Regions from separate parts of the Mus musculus genome. Here region 1 is linked to region 2. Evidence: chromatin contacts called from public HiChIP or PLAC-seq data. All regions are on one chromosome and are shown on one strand. The core of a region is the stretch at or near the end of the contact, and the rest is flanking DNA. Distances in the headings are between cores, read along the strand shown. Region 1 overlaps Ube2cbp (ubiquitin-conjugating enzyme E2C binding protein). Region 2 has its middle 260 kb from the start of Ube2cbp.

What was found. HiChIP or PLAC-seq counts read pairs in DNA pulled down with a chosen protein or histone mark.
Region 1: an H3K4me3 HiChIP or PLAC-seq map of the SCID.adh cell line shows a contact between it and region 2, with 8 read pairs. The contact joins two enhancer-like sites. A contact is called at or near these places in 2 of 484 Hi-C or Micro-C datasets (cortical neurons and nephron progenitors) and 1 of 115 datasets of contacts at active chromatin or transcription factors (the SCID.adh cell line).

The regions. Positions count from the first base shown.
Region 1 is chr9:86,375,033-86,381,547 of GRCm38.p6, reverse strand. All of the region lies in intron 8 of Ube2cbp (ubiquitin-conjugating enzyme E2C binding protein), which reads left to right. Among named protein-coding and RNA genes, the nearest start is that of Ube2cbp, 87 kb to the left of the region's middle. Within about 2 kb of position 4,352, at least 14 of the 459 cell types and tissues checked have an H3K27ac peak or open chromatin away from gene starts, as enhancers often do. A contact at or near this core is called in the SCID.adh cell line, where this site is marked.
Region 2 is chr9:86,200,110-86,206,811 of GRCm38.p6, reverse strand. No RefSeq gene overlaps it. Among named protein-coding and RNA genes, the nearest start is that of Ube2cbp, 260 kb to the left of the region's middle. Within about 2 kb of position 3,496, at least 1 of the 459 cell types and tissues checked has an H3K27ac peak or open chromatin away from gene starts, as enhancers often do. A contact at or near this core is called in the SCID.adh cell line, where this site is marked.

The sequences.
Region 1 (6,515 bases), core at 3,103-5,602, 170 kb before region 2:
GGCTTCATAAAATGAGTTGGGTAGAGTACTTTCTACTTCTATCTTGTGAAAAAGTTTGTGCAGAACTGGAATTAGATCTTCTTTGAAGGTCTGATAGAACTCTGCACTAAACCCGTCTGGTCCTGGGCTTTTTTTGGCTGGGAGACTATTTATAACTGCTTCTATTTCTTTAGGGGATATGGGACTGTTTAGAAGGTCAACTTGATCCTGATTCAACTTTGGTACCTGGTATCTGTCCAGAAATTTGTCCATTTCGTCCAGGTTTTCCAGTTTTGTTGAGTATAGCCTTTTGTAGAAGGATCTGATGGTGTTTTGGATTTCTTCAGGATCTGTTGTTATGTCTCCCTTTTCAGTTCTGATTTTGTTAATTAGGATTTTGTCTCTGTGCCCTCTTGTTCTATAAGAGAGCAAGCTGAGCAAGCCAGGGGAAGCAAGCATCCCTCCATGGCCTCTGTATCAGCTCCTGCTTTCTGACCTTCTTGAGTTCCAGTCCTGACTTCCTTTGGTGATGAACAGCATTGTGGAAAGTATAAGCTGAATAAATCCTTTCCTCCCCCCCCCCAAAAAAAAAAAAAAAAAAAGATAGGTATATGTTATTATAGAAAGCATGGATCTCCCTGGGAAAGGGAAATAGACTAGAGATAACTAAGGGTTTTAAAAACATTGTCAAGTAAACTTTCCAGCTGAGGTTAGTTACTGTTGCTTCTTTGAAACTATAAAAATGTAGTGGACAGTGAGAGAGAGAAGGTAGAAGCTTGGAGGGGATGGAGAACTCTGCTTAGGACTCTGCTGAGAACTCCAGCTGTTGCAAACTGGCTCGGCTTCTCCAGTCTGTTTCTGCTGGGTGGTTGGGAATTCATTGATGGTGTTGTTTAGCTACTACTATTTGTTCTTTTCATTGGAAGTGTCATTGGCGAGAATGCTCTGCTCCATCTGGGACACCTTCAGTCAGAAGCTCTAGCTGCTCTCTGGCTGATTTCTGCTGAGTGTCTGTTAGCCCCTGACTTGATGGTGTTGCCTTTTGTTTCTTTCTCAGCTAAGCTACTCCATTCCTTTCAGTCCGATATTTTAAGTACCCATGATGCTGTTGTGCTCTGTCTCTACTGATTCTGTTACTCACTATTTATTCTCTTACATTTCCTTTCTCTATATGTAATAAATGGGCTCATACAGTAATTGTGGACCATTTTCTAGACTGTTCAGTACAGATGGTTTGAAGTTGACTGTTGGAAATGCTACCAAACCCCGCCTGCTACATAGTGTGTCAATCAGTGGAAAAAAAAAAATGTTACAAATGGAAAGTTTGTAAAGATGAGTTTATAAAGATGAGAGAGGTCCAATTCACCTGTCCAAAGGTTCACCTGTCCAAAGGTAGAGATCTTTAATGGAATGAGGGTTGAGAAAAGTGATTGGAGTTTAGGGAAGCTCCATTGGTTTGCACACGTGCAAAAGAGCTTTCCTGTAGGACTGATGCCTGGCAGAGGTGCCCTCCATGCCTATAAAGTCACTGGTTTTTAGAATCTACAGAAGACCAGACATTAAGAGCAGATGTAGTGGATTGGTCTACGGCCTAACTCAGAGTTTTCCTCAGTTCTGTGAGCATGAACTTGGTAGACCTGTCTCTTGCTTTTGTGTATTTGAGATTTTCTATGACACAAAGGGTTTTGGCTTTTGTTTTCGATCTAAGGGAGCAGCTGGCCTCTTTAAATAGGCTTACAATTTTATGTTCTCAGTGAAATCACTCCAATTAGGAAGTTTCAGAGAGGTTGTCTATAGACCAGATTCTCTTTAAAGTAGCTCAGTCGGCAGAATGCTTACCCAGAATGCATGATGCCCTGGGTCCAATCCCCAGTACCCAGTACCTCACCCCTGTAAACCCAGCACTTGTGAGGTGGTAGCAAGAAAATTGCAGTGAGTTTTGAGGCCAGCATGGGCTACATTGTAAGCCCGTTCGTGAGTCCCCAAACAAATAAAACTTATTAATATGCCAAAGGGTTATATTTTGAATGCTCTAAATTGTGTTTTGTTTTTGGTGGTCTTGGTATATTCTTATGTTCCCACCAATTCGTGTCTTGCAATAATGTAATCATTTCTAACAAACAAAACCTCAATTCCTGGTAATCTCAATTTGTAGGCAAGAATTAATATGCTGTTTTGAGACTGTTCTATTGCTATATTTGTTTACATTTATTTATCCTACTTTATGGGTATGAATGTTGTACCTTCATGTAAGTATATGCATGCAGTGTCCACAGAGGTCAGAAGAGGACATTGTATCCCCTAGAACTACAGTTAGGAATGGTTATGAACCACCTCACCATATAGAGGTGCTGGAGATCAAACCTTTTGCTCTGCAAGAGCAAGCCAGTGCTCTTAGCTGTCGAGTCATCTCTCTAGCCCATCATTACATTACTTAAAGCAGAACTGTTTCCCTTGGACATTTTTTTAAAGACAATGTTTCATGTAGCCCAGGCTGGATCATTGAGAATGAATGACCTTGATATTCTTATCGTCTTACCTCTGCCCCCAGAGTGCTGAGAGCACAGGTGTAATGCTGACTTTCTGCTGTTCTGGGGTCACATCAGGCGTTCAAGTGTACGAGGCAGCACTCTGCTAGCCCAGGCTGTCTTCAGGCCTTCAATGGACTTTTTGGTCCTTGGGAGGTTTTCCTTGACAAGGTCACAGGTCTTACTAGCGATTTGAAAAGTAGAACTTTCAAGAACCATATACCCCAATTCTGGCTTTCTAGAGTTCTTTAATTTAGATAATTAGTATGATTTTTTAATAGATGTATTTATTTTATGTCTATGAGTACAGTATAGCTGTACAGATGGCTGTGAGCCACCATGTGGTTGCTGGGATTTGAACTTAGGACCTTCGGAAGAACAGTCAGTGCTCTTAACCACTGAGCCATCTCTCCAGTCCCCAGTATAATTTTTTTTTTTAAACCAAGGTTTTTCTGTAATTTTTTTCCAGAAAAAAATGTCATGTGGATTCTGTTCATTACTTAATAAATCATATTTAAAATGTATTAGGAACATGCATTTACATGGTATGTTTTTATGAGTTAGTTCTCTGTCTCCCTGTCTGTCTGTCTCTCTCTGTTTTCCTGTTTGTCTCTGTCTCTCTGCCTTTCCCTCTCCCCTTTCTCTGCTTCTTCAGAACCTCATGTAGCCCTGGCAGGCCTTGTACTCTCTAGATAGCCAAGGATGTTCTTAAGCTTCTCTTCCCCCTGCCTCTACCTCCCAACTGCTAGAGTTACAGGCTGCAGCACCTTCTAATACTGGGGATGGGATCTGTCCTGTGGCCATGCACAGACAAGTATGCTTTTGAACTCAGTGGGTAGCAGTGTTAACATGACTTACCAGAAACCCTGAAGCAGTCCATTTAGTTCTTTTTTTTTTTTTTTTCTCTTCTGTGTCCTTGAGAGTAGTTGCTTCAGTTTGTTTGCTTGTGCAACTTCCATATCAAACAGGTTTATAGTCATGATTCTATGACTCCCTTGTGGTCCCTTACCTAGTTGTGGTCCCTTGCCTGCTTTCTTATTTTGAGAGACTAAATCTGTGGTTTTATTATTATAGTTTTTCAGTTGCATTTCTGACATCTGTAGGCTTGAGAAGTATTATATTTAGGTATCTTTTGTATGCTGTTGTCTTCAGTTCTAGCATTTAAAAGTCCGTATTGTCTACTAACATGTGAGAGATCCAAGATCTAAGTTCATGTCTTTCATCTTGGTTTTCTCATATTGCTAGCACTTTTTCTTCTCAGGCAATATGTTGAACGGTTTGGAGATACGTTAATTTTCAGTGTTCAGTTTCTATGCCACCCCTGCCATTCCAATTTGCATTGCACTGAATGACTTCTATGCTCTCACCCTCTGTTTTTTCTGGGTTGTTTTCCTGATATCGATTGGCTTGTTCATTCTCAATATCACCATTTTCGTTAGAAGTGGAAGCCTGACATTTCCTCCCTTTCCTGTTGTCTTGAAATAGACAGGCCATATAGTGAGCTCTCCTGGGAGTTTTCCTGATGCAAAGGTTTAGCAAAGTGGACAGAGTGGCCTCTGATTGCATTTCAGACTCTCAGACTCTGGTCACCAACTGACAGTTCTGGCCTCTTAGGAAAAGCTTTTCCTTCCCTGCTTAAAAGTCAAGGAAATGGCTTTCGACTGATGTTTGGTTCCTTGTTCCCTTTGAAGTATCTTTCCTGTTGATTCCTAGTGGGGGATGACTGATTCCCATCTAATAGTTATGATGCTTTGCAGGAAATACCAGAAGTAAAGCCTGAGTCTGCCCCATGTCTCACAACAGGCTTTGATCATCGTTGTTATCAGATGTGCACTGATGTGTGAGTCATGGGTGGGTAGGTACAAGTGACATCTCAGCTGTGTCAACATGTGTCTTCAAACCCATGTCATAACTGCTGTGTTTTAATGTAAACTGAGTTCTAACTATGTCCCGACACTTCCCCCTCCTCTCTGCATCTGTCCTGTCTCCTCTCCTTTCTTCTCTCCTACACTCCCACACTGCTCCCTTAATTGAAGAAAGAATGTAAAAATATTATGTAAAGATTTAGAGGAAAGATACCCAGAACTCTTTTTCTCCTAAGCTACCACTTTTATTTTTCAAGTAATACTGTCTTCATCTATGAATTAATGTAATTGAAATAAGAGGCAGTTTGTAAATTTTAACATTGACAGTTGGGGCTGGTTGACTGTGAGAAGCCTGGGCCATCTTAAATCTGGCTGCTTCGACTAAGTGCACAAAACATTTATTCAGATCGCTTAAAGTGAGGGTGGGGGCTTGGGATACCTGAAAGTTATTGATTGTTGACCTTTGGGGTTACAATCTTTTAGGATGGAAGCAACTAAATAATATCTAGGATAGTTTTTATGGTAGAGCACAGAGTGTGGGGTCTGGCTGAGAAGGGTCATACTCGTGTTTCTTTCCCGTCACAGCCCGGCTCCAGGGTCAGGACAAAGAAGCCTGTGCTGAATCACAGAATGTCGTAAGAGCTGGGTTGAAACCATGTAGATTTTCGTAATCACATAGAAATATGGATAGCTACTTTCCTTTGTAACTTTTGACACCATCAGTGTAAAAAAATGTCCTTCCATATAAATCATGATGCTGTAACATATTATATGAATTAAGTATTATTTTTTGGTTTTTTGTTTGTTGGTTGGTTGGTTGGTTTGTTTAAGTCACCAGACTGTATATGTTTAGCAAGGATGACGTGCTTGTGCGTGACAAGCCAGTGCTAAAGTATGCCATTTTTGCTTGAATGCTCTTTTTGATGGTTCACACCATAGACAGCGATTTAAACAGTTGAAACCTGGGGCTGGAGAGATGGCTCAGCGGTTAAGAGCACTGACTGCTCCTTCAGAGGTTCTGAGTTCAATTCCCAACAACCACATGGTGGCTCACAACCATCTGTCATGGAATGCGATGCATTCTTCTGGTGTGTCCGAAGAGAGTGACAGTGTACTCACTTAAAATAAATAAATAAATAAATAAATAAATAAATAAATAAATAAATAAATCTTTTTTTAAAAAGCTGAAACCTTTACTCAACATTGAAACATGCTTTTCTCTGCACCAGAATCGATAGCAACATCATAAAAGGAACTTTTTTCTGGACAAGATAAAAAAAGTGTGTGAAGGGAAAAAAAAAAAAAAAAGACAAAGCTATTTCCCTCTAAGGAAAATAGTCAGTGATGCACTATTCCCATGCTCCTCAACCTTTGTGTCACGACCTTTGGGGCTTGAGTGACATTTTCATAAGGTTAGAATATCAGATATACTGCATAAAGACATTTACATTTCGACTCACAATAGTAGCAAAATTGTAGTCACAGAGTAGCAACAGAGATAATCTTATAGTTGGGGGGTCACCACAACCTGAGGAACTGTAATGAAAGGGTCTCAGCATTAGGAAGATTGAAAACCACTGTGTTATACTGTTTTCTAATCTATTTCTTCATGATATATAGATATTTTGATTTAATATGAATATTTTCCCATGTGTGTCTGGTTACCTTTTTAATTCAAGCTTTGGAATACTCTATTTAATAAAATAATATCTTGAGGCAGACAAAAATAACTTCTTATAGAAGAATGAGCCTGTTCTGAGCTCTCTATGTACAGTAGAGAAAAGGTGGCTATACAGAGACAGGGATCAGCACAATCAGTTGCAAGAGTCTATTTCTTTCTGTGTGGAGAGGACCACCGTGTGCACAGCATACTCAGGTAACTGTGTAGAGTGATGGGGACAGGGTAGTCTTTGGATTCAAGTCAAGATGACCCCTCTGGTTCCACCATTTCACTCACCATGTGGTGCTGGCCAATCATGTGACCCTTCTGACTGCTGAAATAAACAGTGCCTGCCAATCAGGGCTCCTCTAGGTAATGAGACAAAACATACAGTCAGCAAGCCTGCTGTCTGGATGTGTCAGGCCCAGGAGAAATGATGGAAGAAACTTAAGATCTAGACTTATAAATTTTAAGCACACATCG
Region 2 (6,702 bases), core at 2,247-4,746:
CCAGTACGGCAAGTTATGCTAAAAGATCATCTTTGTAGTAATGGCAACCAAATGTCTGTGGCAACCAATAGTTGTCCAATTGGACTTAAGGTCTACTTAACAGGAGGGAAATCATGCCTGCTACTAGAAACCTAACCAGCTTCCTAGGGTTAGTGAAGGTATGAACCTTTGAAGAAGAATCTGTCAACTTACTAGACTAATATAATGCTTTACTGCATTCTAGATCTTATCTTTATACCCCATAGATAAGCTATCACCCCTCATGAAGGAAGCTTGTCTGTACAGCAAATGGAGACCATTACAGAAAACCACCATGGGACACAGATCAACAGATCATGAAACTAAAAGCTCCCCACAAAGGTGTCAGGCAATTTCACAGAAGGCTTCTCTTCCCAGCATCTACCCACCTTCACCTCAGATTAAGTTATGTGGGGGGTGGGGCCTTGTAAATCCTGCAACTTCCTGAGTGCTTGAGTCCTGTCAGTTTCCCAAGCTTCCTGAGTCTTGTAAGTTTCCTTAGCTTCTGGAGTCATACAAGCCTCCTCTGCTTCCTCCAGGGGGAAGGCTTCAATCCAGAGGAAATAGATGCACCTTAAAGGATCCGCTATCAGAGTCTAATTCCTATTTCTTCAGTCAGAATCAGGTTGTCTTTCTCCACGAAACATTTGGGACTTTTGTCAGTTTTAAAGTCAGTCATTATAACTCTGGAAATTGCAAGGGACCAACTTGGCTCAGCTGTTCAGCACTCAGTTTCATATTAATTACTTTGATGAATGTTCCAGGTCTCATCTCTGTTTTTTATATTAGTTGACCTAGATCTTGGAGTTGCATTGGGAAATATGGTTTTGAAATTCTGTTTCCTTTTCTTTGTAGTTGCCCATCTGGTCTTTGTTCCTGTGGACTTTCTACTGATTTGTTGTTGTGGTTGTTTTTAGAGACAGGGTTTCTTTGTGTATCCTCGGCTGTCCTGGAACTCACTTTGTAGACCTGACTGTCCTTGAATTCATATTTACCTGCCTCTGTCTCCTGAGTGCTGAGATTTAAAGTGTGCACCATCACTCCCCAGCAAATTTTTTTCCTTATGGGGAGTGTAGTAGTTTTATTTAAAACAACCTAATGACTTTCCCACCACACTAGTCAGTCACAGAAAAGGAGCAAGAGTAGTTGATACAAATACTTGGTATTTAATCTTGTATCTTTCATGCCTTAAAAAAAGTGGCGATCAATTTGAGAGGAAGTTGGTGGTGAGGGGACTGGTAGGGTATGGAAGAAAGGATGGGGAAGGGAAAAGGGATATAGTTATATTTTAATTAAAAAGATCCCTAAATGGTTCAACTACAGTCAAAATATAATCTATGACCATTGGCAGGGAAACAGTATTTTGTCTGTGTGCTGCATTAAATTACACTATTTTTTTAATTGTTTTAATTTGCTTGTATTTCAGTGGTTTACAGTTTTCCCATTTTGTGACTAATCCCACAACAGCATGGATATCTGTGAAACTCAGCCACCCATTCAGACCAGAACATTGGCACTTTCCAGTCTTCAACCAGAAGGCTGAGCAGCAGGCTCTGTTTTTAAGTTAGCTTTCTCAGTGTCTCCTAGACCCACACATTCTGTTTCTCTCTGGTTCACGACTAGCAAAACATGATCCTTTCAGGATTTTTTTTTTCTTGCATCTCTCCAAGAGCAAACACAGAGTCTAGGATTAAATAAATCTCTCCAGTTTGAGCGTTCGGATGTAAAGGGCACAGATGATCAGAGTAAATCAAACTTAGGCTGACATGACTTTATTAGATTAGAAACCACTCATTGATTTGCAAGGGACCATTTGCAAGAGATTGAAGCAAGCTGTGCCAGTGGAGAATATAGCCTACGTAGGGAAGAGTACAGCTTGGACAGAATTAACACTTGCCTTTGAAAATAAGGCTTGCATGCTGGGGAGATGGCTCGGTCAGGAAAATGTTGGCTGTACAAACCTGAGGACCAAAGTCCAACCCCCAACACTATGTAAAAAGCTTGTAATCTCAGTATTGGAAAAGCAGAGACAAGTGGATCCCTAGGACTTGGTGGCCATATAGCTTAGGCTAATTGGAAAGCTAGCTTATGCTAATCAGAAAACCCTAGGTCCCAGGGAGAGACTCGGTTTCAAAAAACAAGGTGTACAGTTGTGCCAATACATTTTAATGGGTAAAAGTGCTTGCCACAAGAACCTCATGATTTGGGTTTGACCCCAAGTATCCATGTGTTTATGGAAGGAGAGAAGTGACTCCATAGTGTTGTCTTCTAATCTCCACACATCAGCTATATAGCACACATGCAACTCTTGCTCCCAAATAAATAAATAAAAAGCTACAGCAACACCCCCAAAACAATGTCTCTTGAGAAATTACACTTGAAGCTGACTTCTGGCTAAAACACACATGTGCATGTCTACCCACTTTCACATGCATACATGCATCCTTCCATGAACACACACACACACACACACACACACACACACACGCACATAGTCATACACAAAATACATTTCTCCTGGAAATTAACTTATGAATGAGAATAACACTACTATTATTTTATAGAAGAGCTGCAGTTGCAAAGTTCTGTGTAGTTGTTTCCACTTCATGGTTATGATGTTTTCCTTGTTATGTGTGGTGCTGTGGGAAATGCTTGACATGACCATTTTGTCTCCTTCCAACCGGACTGAAAGTCCTTTTGCTTTCAGAAATGCACTAGTCTTATCTAACTTTGTAGAGTACATTTCTGCAAGCAAAGATGCCACTGACAGTCACTCTGAAGAGAAATACAAATAGCTTCTGGAAGGCTATTATCTAGAGCCTTAAAACTATGGTTCTAGCCAGAAGTTCCGTACAAAGGAAGATGGTTTCACATCTGTAATTACGAAGGTGTATATATAGCCCCCAAGTTAAAGCACAGTACTTTCTTTATTCCTTCCGCTTGGGAGAGCGAAGTAAACTTGACACCAGGGCAAGACCTTGTCTATGATACTCCAATGTCATTATGCCTGCTCTGCCCGATTTAGAATCCGATGAGTTGTAGCTCTCTGCACAGTCTGTGGGAAGATGTCTGAAATGAGGTGTTAACCACAAGACGGATTTAGACCTTCAGAGTTTTGTAGCCCTCTTTGTCTTTGCTTCAGTTCAGAGGCACCTGGTGAGATTTCCACATATACCCTTTGCAGTAAAGCTAAAGACTGTCAGGCTGGCTAACAGTTTCCACTTTGAGCTTTAGTAATTTACCAAAACAAGATCCCAAGGATGCGAGTGAGGTAAGCTTGTGGGTACCAGCTTGGTTGTGACTTCTCAGTAGTTATAAACAAGTCTACCATTACCAAAGTCTCTGTTGGTATCTAATGTTGATGAAAGAGCCAGCTGGACAGCCATGGGGCTAGAATAGGTTATTATTAACAGATGTCCTGTCCTGAAATGGAAAGGCTTATGCGACCCTTTCACTAGGAAGTTCTCCAACCACCCTAGGGGATTTCTGGGAACTGTGTGTGGCTTGTAAAGAAGGTGCATCATGAGGGAGAGAGGAAGCTGCCTGAGACCGTTCTCAGCCCATGCACCCCCATCACTGCCTATTCACAATCTTCACTGTTCTTATAGAAGCTCTGCTTTAATATAAAACTTCCCCTTAGCAACGACTGCTCTCTAAAAAACAAAACAAAACAACCCTGTCCATGCTAGCTAGTTTTATATTAATTTGACACAGGCTAAAGTCATTTTGGAAAAGAAATCCTTAATTGACAAAATGTCCCCACCAGATCAGCCCGTGGGCAAACCTGTAGGACATTTTCTTGGTTAATAACTGATATGGGAGGATCCAGCTCATTGTGGGCAGTGACATCTCTGGGCTGGTGGTCCTGAGTACTATAAGAAAACAGGCTGAGCAAGCCATGAAGAGCAAGTCAGTAAGCAGTACTCCTCCATAGCCTCTGCTCTAGTTCCTGCCTCCAGGTTCCTGCCCTGGCTTTCCTTCATGATGAATTTGAAAGCTGTGAAGTGAAATTAATCCTTACCTTCCCAAGTTGATTTTGGTCATGGTGTTTTATCACAGCCAAGAAACCCTAACTAAGACACCGTTGTTGTGTTGTTGTATGCTGATACTTTCCAAACATCTGTGATTCTTAACTTTCAGGAATGAGATCTTCTAGAGGAGGGATCACTTTGATGTTAGGAAGCTCACATCTTTCCAGACTGTGGCTCTGAGGATTTGGGATGGGCAACAAGGGACCATAAGCTGTGTGTACTTACCTTCAAGGACTGAACATGTTTAGCTTCAGGTAGAATGAGTATTTGGCCTACACACTCTTTGGCCTCCTCAAGGCATTGCATTTGTGCAAATGCTCACATATACTCATACTTTTAAAACATCTAAAATTTTTCAGATTAAGCTACCGTTACAGAACTCTAATAATGTGAATAGACTAGTGGTTTTCATCCTTCCTAATTTTGCAACCCTTTAATACAGTTCCTCATGTTGTGGTGACCCCAACCATAAAATTATTTTGTTGTTATTTTTTATAATTGTAGCTTTGCTATTATCATGAATCATATTATAAATATTTGATATGCAGGATATCTGATATGCATCCCCCAAAGGGGTCTCAGTTCATAGGTTGAGAGCCACTGCTCTAGGCTATGGGCTGAGCCTTTTGTGGGGCAAGATATACAGGGTCTCACTATGTGTTCCCTGGCTGTCCTGGTACTCTCTGTGTAGAACAGGATGGTCTTGAACTCACAGATATTTTCCAGCCTCTGCCTCCCAAGTTCTGGATGGAATTAAAGACTTGCATCACCATATCCAGTATATGCCTTGAACCTTTATGCATGCCATACTATCCAGTCCTTATAACACTTTGATATATATATATATATAATTATATATAATATACCGTATATGATTATCTCCAGTTTATAACTAGTAAACAAGCCTATGGGAATGAATGTTATATGTATAATACATAGTTTGTAAGTTGTAGAGCCAGGATGCAAATACAGCTGCTATATGGTTTTATTATGATGTGATTTAGGTAGCAGACTCAAGACTCTGAGAGCTTGTACATTATAATCTTCTATACCATAACACTATTTGTAATTAAAGCCATATTATTATAGGGAGAAAATATTACTCTGGGTGAAGTGGCCCAGTGATCCTGTGCAGGTGACATTGCATTCTCAGGGTGACAACAAGATAAGTCAGGATATAGAACACCCTACTTTAAGAACTCATGGGGGTTCTAAAAGAGAGGAGGGTCCACTTGATTAAGTTCTAAGGTAACAGCTATCCAAACAAAACGCAGAAAACCCCTTATACATCAAACATATTGTTCCAAATCATGGTGCTTTCTCAGCACTGTTTAGTATTACTGTGTGGGCTTTTTTGTTGTTGTCTAAAAAATGTATCCTTATTTTGTATTTATAAAGCATTAAGCACAAGCTGGCTGGCTTGTTAAATATAGGAGCTACTGCAACTATTTCTTTAAAGAAGCAAAAACACTGAATCAGCAGCCATGAATTTGGCAAAGCTGGAGTCACATGCAGACAGCACTTGCTTTCTCTCTTCTCCCATGAAGGGGAATGGCCTCTGGAATGTCCCCCTGAAAGTCACTGCAGGTTTTTCCATTCCTAACCTATCAGTGCTTTTCTTTCTTTTCTCTTTCCCTTTCTTTCCTTCTTTCCTTCTTTCCTTCTTTCCTTCTTTCCTCCTTTCCTCCCTTCCTCCCTTCCTCCCTTCCTCCCTTCCTCCCTTCCTCCCTTCCTCCCTTCCTCCCTTCCTCCCTTCCTCCCTTCCTCCCTCCCTCCCTCCCTCCCTCCCTCCCTCCCTCTCTCTCTCTCTCTCTCTCTCTCTCTCTCTCTCTCTCCCTTTCTTTCTTTCTTTCTTTCTTTCTTTCTTTCTTTCTTTCTTTCTTTCTTTCTTGTTTTTTTTTGAGACAGGGTTTCTCTGTGTAGCCCTGGCTGTCCTGGATCTCACTTTGTAGACCAGGCTGGAATCGAACTCAGAAATCTGCCTGCCTCTGCCCCCCAAGTGCTGGGATTAAATGTGTGTACCATCGCACACCATGATTTTCTTAAATAATTTTACACTATTGAATAAATATATACAGATTTATACAACTGATAGTTTGTATATATTTAAGTAATATTTATGGATAAAATAAATATTATGTGTAATTTATGTGTTTAAAGCTGTGAGCTAGCCACTGTCGAATGAGGAGAATGATGTCAGCTTTTAGTGAGGAGAGCCAGAAAGAAAGTGAATCTTATAGTAGAATTGTTCTCTGTTGCTAAGGAACACGTTTCTTGGGTTGTGTGGACAGATTAAAAAGAGTAATGGGCTGGGGGAGTGTGGTAAAAAGTGTTCAGGGAGTTGAAGTCCTGGATCCAACACCTTGCTCTGGTTCTTGCTAATGGGATGTAAATACACATCCACTACTTGGGCTCCCAGGCGGATGTGTGGCAAGGATCCATACAATGGCTTTGAAAACCAGAAAGTGTTAGTGCCGGTAGAGCATTGTCTTTTAAGAAAAGAAAGAGGATGAGGATGGTGGGAAGTAGGGGAGAGAACTGGAGAAGACAGACAGACAGACAGACAGACAGACAGACAGAAGGAAGAAAAAGAGGATTGCAGGGTAGTGCTCGTCTGTTGCCATGTCCTCCACTCAAACGCAAGTGGGTCTTT